Regions from separate parts of the Anas platyrhynchos genome. Here region 1 is linked to region 2. Evidence: chromatin contacts called from public Hi-C data. All regions are on one chromosome and are shown on one strand. The core of a region is the stretch at or near the end of the contact, and the rest is flanking DNA. Distances in the headings are between cores, read along the strand shown.

What was found. Hi-C and Micro-C count contacts between places; a contact is called where the count stands out from the background.
Region 1: a Hi-C map of F1 follicle shows a contact between it and region 2, with 3 times the contacts expected there. The contact joins two enhancer-like sites. A contact is called at or near these places in 2 of 8 Hi-C or Micro-C datasets (F1 follicle and liver).

Annotation. Positions count from the first base shown.
Region 1 is chr5:36,421,152-36,424,640 of IASCAAS_PekinDuck_T2T, reverse strand. No RefSeq gene overlaps it. Among named protein-coding and RNA genes, the nearest start is that of MED6, 9.8 kb to the left of the region's middle. Within about 2 kb of position 1,535, at least 1 of the 8 cell types and tissues checked has an H3K27ac peak or open chromatin away from gene starts, as enhancers often do.
Region 2 is chr5:36,344,923-36,348,762 of IASCAAS_PekinDuck_T2T, reverse strand. MAP3K9 (mitogen-activated protein kinase kinase kinase 9) reads right to left here. Exons shown (of 16, transcript XR_003497351.3): 6 at 3,635-3,840; 7 at 2,724-2,846; 8 at 1,840-1,993. Among named protein-coding and RNA genes, the nearest start is that of MAP3K9, 41 kb to the right of the region's middle. Within about 2 kb of position 2,017, at least 2 of the 8 cell types and tissues checked have an H3K27ac peak or open chromatin away from gene starts, as enhancers often do.

The sequences.
Region 1 (3,489 bases), core at 286-2,785, 76 kb before region 2:
AATGATCTGATTTGTAATGTGAGCACGACACTAAGTGATTGTATCAATTCCTATATCCTTAATGCAGCTCAAATATCTCATTTCAGCATCCATCATAACTATAAAGCGCTCTTAATGCATACGGTAAATAGTTAGAGGCAAGTTTCTAAGTACTTTGTCTGTGCCTGTCATCTCTTCATCCCACCGCTCACTAGTAAAATGCTAAAAACACATTATACATTTATAAGGTAGCTTCATATGTACGCTGATAGTGGACCTTATCCCCAGCCTCCTGAACCAGATTCATCTGGGAATCCTCATCCCAGTAGGTGGTGCTACGGGATATGTAAGAGGGGTTGGGTCTGCTGGGAAAAGTGGGAGTCAGGGGAGAGAAGTGGAGAAGATAATTTGGTTGAGAAACACAGGGGTGCTGCTAAGACGTTGGACTTTAACCTTGTGTCTCTGTCACCTGACATAGATCACATTCCCAAAGATAAATATATATATATATATTTTATATATATATATATATATATATATATATATATATATATACATTTAGATAGATAAGTAGACGAGTTACTGTAGAAAGAACACTTAAACAGAAAGAAAAAGGAATAATCAATAAACTAAACTAAGTATTATATGGCATAGCAAGTAAACAACCAGAAGACAGTTGCAGCACATCCCGTGACTCCCGGCAGGCTGGCCCAATTCCCACCGTCCCCAAAGCCTTGCACTACAGAATGAGTGATCTTGCTAATAAGGTTAAGCATAGCTTATTCTTCTAATGGCTCTACATTTTTCAGTACTGGTGTTTCTCAGCTTAGCATTGTGATGACAATGCTCTTAAAATAATTATACAATTTCGTAAAGAAAGGCAACAGCCCAGTGAGAGATTTTTCTAGGCTGGTCTTCATGTGCAAACAGTCCTTAATTGAAAACCGATGGATTAAGAATTAAATGAAATCTGGACACTGAAGCTATTACTCATACCGATCCTGCCTGTCCTATGCTCCTAAATTAATATATATTTCCACATACTGCAGAAACTCTCTGAAGTCACTGGAATGACCTTTCTTTTCATTTTAAAGGTTTGGTGCCACATAGCCAAAACATACACAAATGACTGGAATTGTGGAAATCCTTGAGGTTTCAGTGAATGCCACCGGTCTAAGAATCAAAAATGAAAATGGATGTTTCCAAGTCACACCTTTGATTATAGCAGCTCGACTCATTGTCACAGTGGCAAGTCCTAACAAGGTATTTTACGGCATAAGCCTGTATTGCTTCCTGTCTGATTTCGTTACTCTCCAAGGTATCAAAAGAGATTATTATATGAGTTGACTTAAGAGCTAGTAGCGCTGCTACTATTGATTTTTTTCCTTTTTTTCTTTTTTCCTTTTTTTTTTTCTTTTGAGATCTTTTAGAATTTCCACAGTGTTTAGATATTGAAGAATAGTCTTGTTTTGTCTGTTCTTAAAAAGAACAGACATAAGTATCAGAGTGACTCCAGACTAGTTAGATTGACCCTGATCCCAGTGGAATCAGGGGCTAGCTGGCGGGAGACAAAATCACAGAAACAAACAGAGGCATGGTCAATACCAATCAGCTTGGTTTGCTGCAAAAGGAATCTCTCCAGACAAACTTAGTATGATTCTTAAAGAAGCTGCAAAATTGGCTGAGAAATGAGATCAGTCTTATTTAACACATGCATATTCTGGTATGGCATTTACGTTTGCCCTTTATGAAATTGTAACATCAACAACAGCAACAAACAAACAAACACTATGTAAAAATCAGTTCTGTTCAGGATCTTAAAAAGAAAAAATGTGAGTGTAATACCTGATTTTGAAGCAAGGATTGTTGGGAAGAATTGGGGAAGAATGAGATCATCGATGAAAACTAAGCTTAGTTCGAGTGTTTGCACTTAAAGGGTGTTTGAGAAAGGAGTTCAGAAAAGAGCTACAGAACTGATCAGTAATTTAGAAAACCTCCATTTTCAGCAAGGGATTTCAGCAAGAGTAACCTGGTCTATTCAGTTTAACCAAAAGAAGCCACAAGTATACCACAATCAATCAACAAATAGCTGTTAAGACAAAAGATTTTTTGTTACAGTAGTTGACTGTGCAATCTAGCAGAAAAAAATACATCAAGATCTGATGATTAGAAGCTGAAATCGGTAAAATAAAATGTTGGTAATCAGCAACTAGAATAAGCAATCAAGAACCCCTGAAGAATTTCCATTCCTTGAAGATTTTGTCAGGACCCAATGTCTTCATAAATATATGTCAGAGCTCAAATAAAAGTAAGAAATTAATCACAGATCACCAGTTAAGATTACATTACCTGTGTTACAAAGGAAATCAGAGCAGATGACCACAACAGTGTATTCTCTCTTTTATAACTGTGAATATGAAATGCAGTATGTTGAGTAATATTGCCACTTGCAAACAAAGTTCCAGGTGTGTGCTGAAAAATGAGGAATCCATTGCTTATGTACCCATTGTTTACCCATTGCCTATTGTCTGGGGTGTTTTGGTGACATCATTTGCCTTTTGATCTCCAAGATTTGACAAGTGCCAAATCAGCTCAGAGACTCTGCATTACAAATGTTGAGGTCATACAAGCAATTTTATAATTTACATTAACATATATATTTTCATTTTAGCAGATAAGTGTCCATTTTTTTCTGTGTTCACTCAATGTATATTTGGTTAATATAAATTTGTGGAATAATGAGAACAAGAAAAGGTCATGTTTTAATGTCAGGCCTGTTCTTGGCTTACAGTCTGATTTTAGATGAATTCTTCATAAGCTGTGCCTGACCTCTGCATGAGAAAATCCTAGAGAGCTGCAAAGTCTGTTATCTGCTTGTAGATTTGGCAGGTTTGCAGACAGGCTCCCAGAAAGTCTGTCCCATATGCCCACATACTTCACTGTCATACGCACAGACCTCTGAATGTATGCAGGAAGGATTTTGGAGGCCCATGTTTTGTAGTAGTGTCTTACTGACTTTAGCTGGAGCAGGTCAAGCCACAGTAATGAACAATCAGGCTGCATGCTACTCCATTCTCTACATATGTTCAGGACCAGATGTGGTAGAACTAGAGGGCTGCAATTACTGTGCTTTTCTTATTCTGCTACTTCAGAACGTATGCAGTAGAAGAAAAATAGGTATTTGTACTTCTGCTTACATGTACTCATGGTTTTCCAAAAAGGCAATCAAAGATCCTTTTGGTCCCTAAAGCTCTTTGTCCCCATTTGGAAAATGGGTTTTCTCCTTAACCACCTCTCTGCACTGTGCCCATCCTTATTTGGCAATAATATCTACTTTTAAATTGGTTTCTCCAGATGACAGTTGTCTAGATACCAAATGCTACCTGTAGAATAATGACAGATAAAAGGGTTTTGCACATTTTGCCTGTTTATGGCTCAACATGGATTTTTCACTGCCACTGATGCTCAGCTTTGCTTCCTTGCCCCCGTGCTGCTGTGGCCCTGCTCTAG
Region 2 (3,840 bases), core at 768-3,267:
CTCACAGCAATTGCTGTAGTGTAATTCCTGTCTTAACTTTTGATTACATCCTATGGAAAATACATTGAAAGGGATGGTAAAGAGGAAGATTCAAATTGGCTTCATCACAGAGTTGCATAAGCAGATGGAACAGCAGCAGTACTGTTACCAGCAGTGTCATGGGGAAAACTTACACTGGACTTTTCTATGCTAAGTTTAGCTCTTCGACTAACTTCTTTTTTTATCCCTATTCTCCCAAATCAGACAAAAAAAGAAAAGAATAGCAAGCACTCTATCAACCAAGGTACTAATATTTACTGCAACCCTATTCCTTTTCAATAATCTGAGTCTGGCATGAAGTCAGTGAGAAGCAGCAGTTCATTGTATGCTAACCACACTGCCCTCTCAGTAACACTATCATATTTCAGATACTTTGCAAAATGCAATAGTCTTACAATGCCTTCCTGGAAAAGGTGGTGAATAGTACAGATCATCACAGTTTTCAAGAGAACAGGATAATTTTAAGAGCAGGCACAGTTAGCATGTAACTCCTTTTCAGCTGTCTGTACTCAAAAGCAGTTCTTCAGACTGCACAGGAAGGACCAGGAAAACAGAAAAAAAAAGATTTATTCCCCAAATTCTAATTATTACTTCAAGGCAGAAGTGTTTCTCTACCAGCTTCAGTAATCTCCTGACCTTTTTATTTTTAGAATAATTAATGCCTGTAAAATATAGCATGTTTTAATTCTGAAGAATGCAATGCTCTGTCTACAGTACAGATAAAGCACAGGCAAAGAAGTTTCCTCCACATTGCCCTGTTAACATATGTCAAGAGTACTGTGAATGAAGAAGGTGGTTCACTGGAATAGAATAAAATAGTTCAGTTCTAAGGGACCTTAAAAGATCCTCTAGTCCAACTGCATGACCACTTCAGGGCTAACCAAAAGTTAAAGCCTATTATTGAGGGAATTATCCGAATATTTCTTCAGCACTGAATGCTTAGATTAAGCCCTCCTGCAGAATACTGCAGTGGTGATACATTATATAAACATCTATTTGCTAAGAGTTTCACACCTGAGCACATAATATTAAAGAAAAAATATCTTATTAGTTATCTTATTTTCCCCTGATGAAAATATGGCAAAAGTCAACCTATCAATTTAGCAGCGGAATAAACTTCAAATTCCACTAAAAATCATGAGGCATTGAAACCTCTCACGAGTCTTAGATCATTAAAATATTCCTCTTTTTTAAGCAGCATTTCAGCAATAATCTGAGGATGGGTAGAAATAATTCACAAGGGAAAAAATGGTGCCATAGAACAAGAATCTACAAAAAAGGGCCAGGTGCAACTCACATCTCTGTAGAATATCACTTTTACGGCATATTCACTGAAGGTACATGTGTCCTTTAAAAAACCTGGAAAAGGCGATGTTTGACTGGCTCTACAGATACTTTTTAAACAGCATCATGGAAAATCTTTCTAAAAATCATAGTTGAGAATTGTAAAATAAGTATTTGCAGATACGATATGAAATTACAATAAATTGAGCCTGAAAATAAAGAAAACCTAGAAAAAAAATAGTTTTACGCAGCTAAGGAGCTGTGTAAAAGTAAGTTTTACTGCTTAAAGTAACACGTGAGGTAACAGTGGGCAGCAAAATCATCAGGTCTGTACTGGACCTCTAGCAAGGCAATGAATGCAACATGGATCTCTGTTTTGGATCTCTAACACCTCAGGCACAGCACATCTGTAAGCAGAAAAGTGCTTGCAAGAAGGCAGGCAAATCTCCTGTGAGCCAGCTTATAACCAGCTTCAGAACCTGGACACCAGCCTGATTCCAGGCCCTCTCTTCTTACCCATCTTCTCCTGCACCTAGCTCCTTGTGACAAAGTGAGCTTGGTCCCCACGTGCGCCCTTTTTTCTTCTGGCCTCTCTTCTCTTCTTCCTCTCCTTCCTCCTTTGGAAGGACTGAGTTTCGTCCCCATGTTTTACTGCTTTCAGCAGGAGTCACTAAACAAGTGGGAAAAACAGAGAGAAAATGGGAAAAAAACAGATAACCAGGTTGGTCCCAAAACAACGCAAAGAACACAGGCCAGAAGAATAGTAACTGAAGTGTCCATTTGGGGTTCTTCCACATAATTCTCAGGATGTATCAACACTAATCTAACAACCAGATCCCTTCAAATTACTGTAGACAGGCTTTATGACTTTATTTCTCCACTGGTTTCCCTTTTAGAAATACCAGTTTGATACTAGAAACACAAATGTGACACTGATACAAACACTACACATCCACTAACATTCCTTTCATACTTCTAGTACACATTTATCTCCCTAATTGTGTGTTATTATGGGAACACCATTTTCATGGCAACATCCTTGTTTTTCTGTCCTTCCAGCAGTAACTTAATCATCTTCAACTGCGTTTCACAGATCTTCTCTGCAAATTTAGTCTTCTAAAGATCAGCCTGTACATCCAAGGAATGTATTTTCTGTACAGTACAGCAGCAATCTTTCAAGAACATAGGTGAGGCTTAGTCTCCAAAGAACACAAAACCCAACTCCCCACTCCCACTTGCCAACATACGCTATTTTTCTCTCTAAATTCATACATGCAGGGCACAAGGCCAACATTTTAGGAACATTTTTTACAGTCCTGTCCTAGATATGGAATCTTGGCATCTTACCACGCTGACAGACTGCACATTTCCCAAATTCAATACTACATTGAGCTCCTTACACTGTATGGCCCTGAGTCTGGGAATAATGGTAGGACTTGCAGGAGGGCTGGAGCAGCTACTGATCAAGCTTTTCCTTTTATCCATCGTTGGAGAAGCCTGCACAGTGAATTTATGCTGGAAATCTGTTTATCAAAAGAAAAGAATTCAAAACATAAGCAGAAAGACACAATTACATTTTTTTAAATATAAGAAAGAAGAATAAATTGTTTATCGTAACCTTCAAAATGTGAAATTTACAAGACCGATGTAAAACTGAAGTTTTACAGCTAATTGCTGCTCATTTTTCACACAGTTCCTTCAGGACAAAGACATGCTCACAGTCATGAAGACACTCTGACATCCCAGATACCTCACCAGTAGCTAACGCTTCTTTCAGGGTTCTGTTGGAGATTACTTGTGTTCAACTTGAGTTCACATATGAACTAGCTGTGTAGTGCTGTGCTCTCACAGCTATTAACGTGGTTTTTTGTATTATTATTATTTTTTTTTTTTTAAGATTCCTGCAGCAAAAAGATCCAGTAGCTTATGGTTTCTGCTGCATTCTGTAAAATATTCCCAGAGCAGCAACATACTTTTTACAATCTTTATTAAACTGATCATTTTGAGCTGTGACATGCTAAACTGCAACACACTAAACTGCAACATCAACATTTTTGCTATGAGCCACATACAGCCTTTCAACTAAAAGTGTAACATCTCAAACTCACTTTTTTCCTATATACTTTGAACTGTTGCCTTTGGGGAATGCTAGCCACGAGAGCATCAAACTTAGTTGCTTGATGCCAGAGGTGTTTTTTCTCCCAAAGTACATCTAGTACTTCCTAATGCTAAGTGTCAGCACAAAGGAGGCACCAAAGTTACAGGTTCGCTTGTTCCTCCCATTTCACCTGACATTGCCTGCATCACCAACCTGAAGGCAGGCTGATATTATTGCCATCTTTTAACTTGAGCCGATTCTTCTTGAACTTCCCCATGCGTTTCTTCACCCGGGGCTTCTCCTGACACAGCTGGTGGATGATGATGTTGAGTTCCCTTTCCAGGATATCAATCTCACGCTCTGCTAGCTCCTGTTCCCGCCTTCGGAGCAACTCCTCATGGTTCTTCTGTTCAACAGCA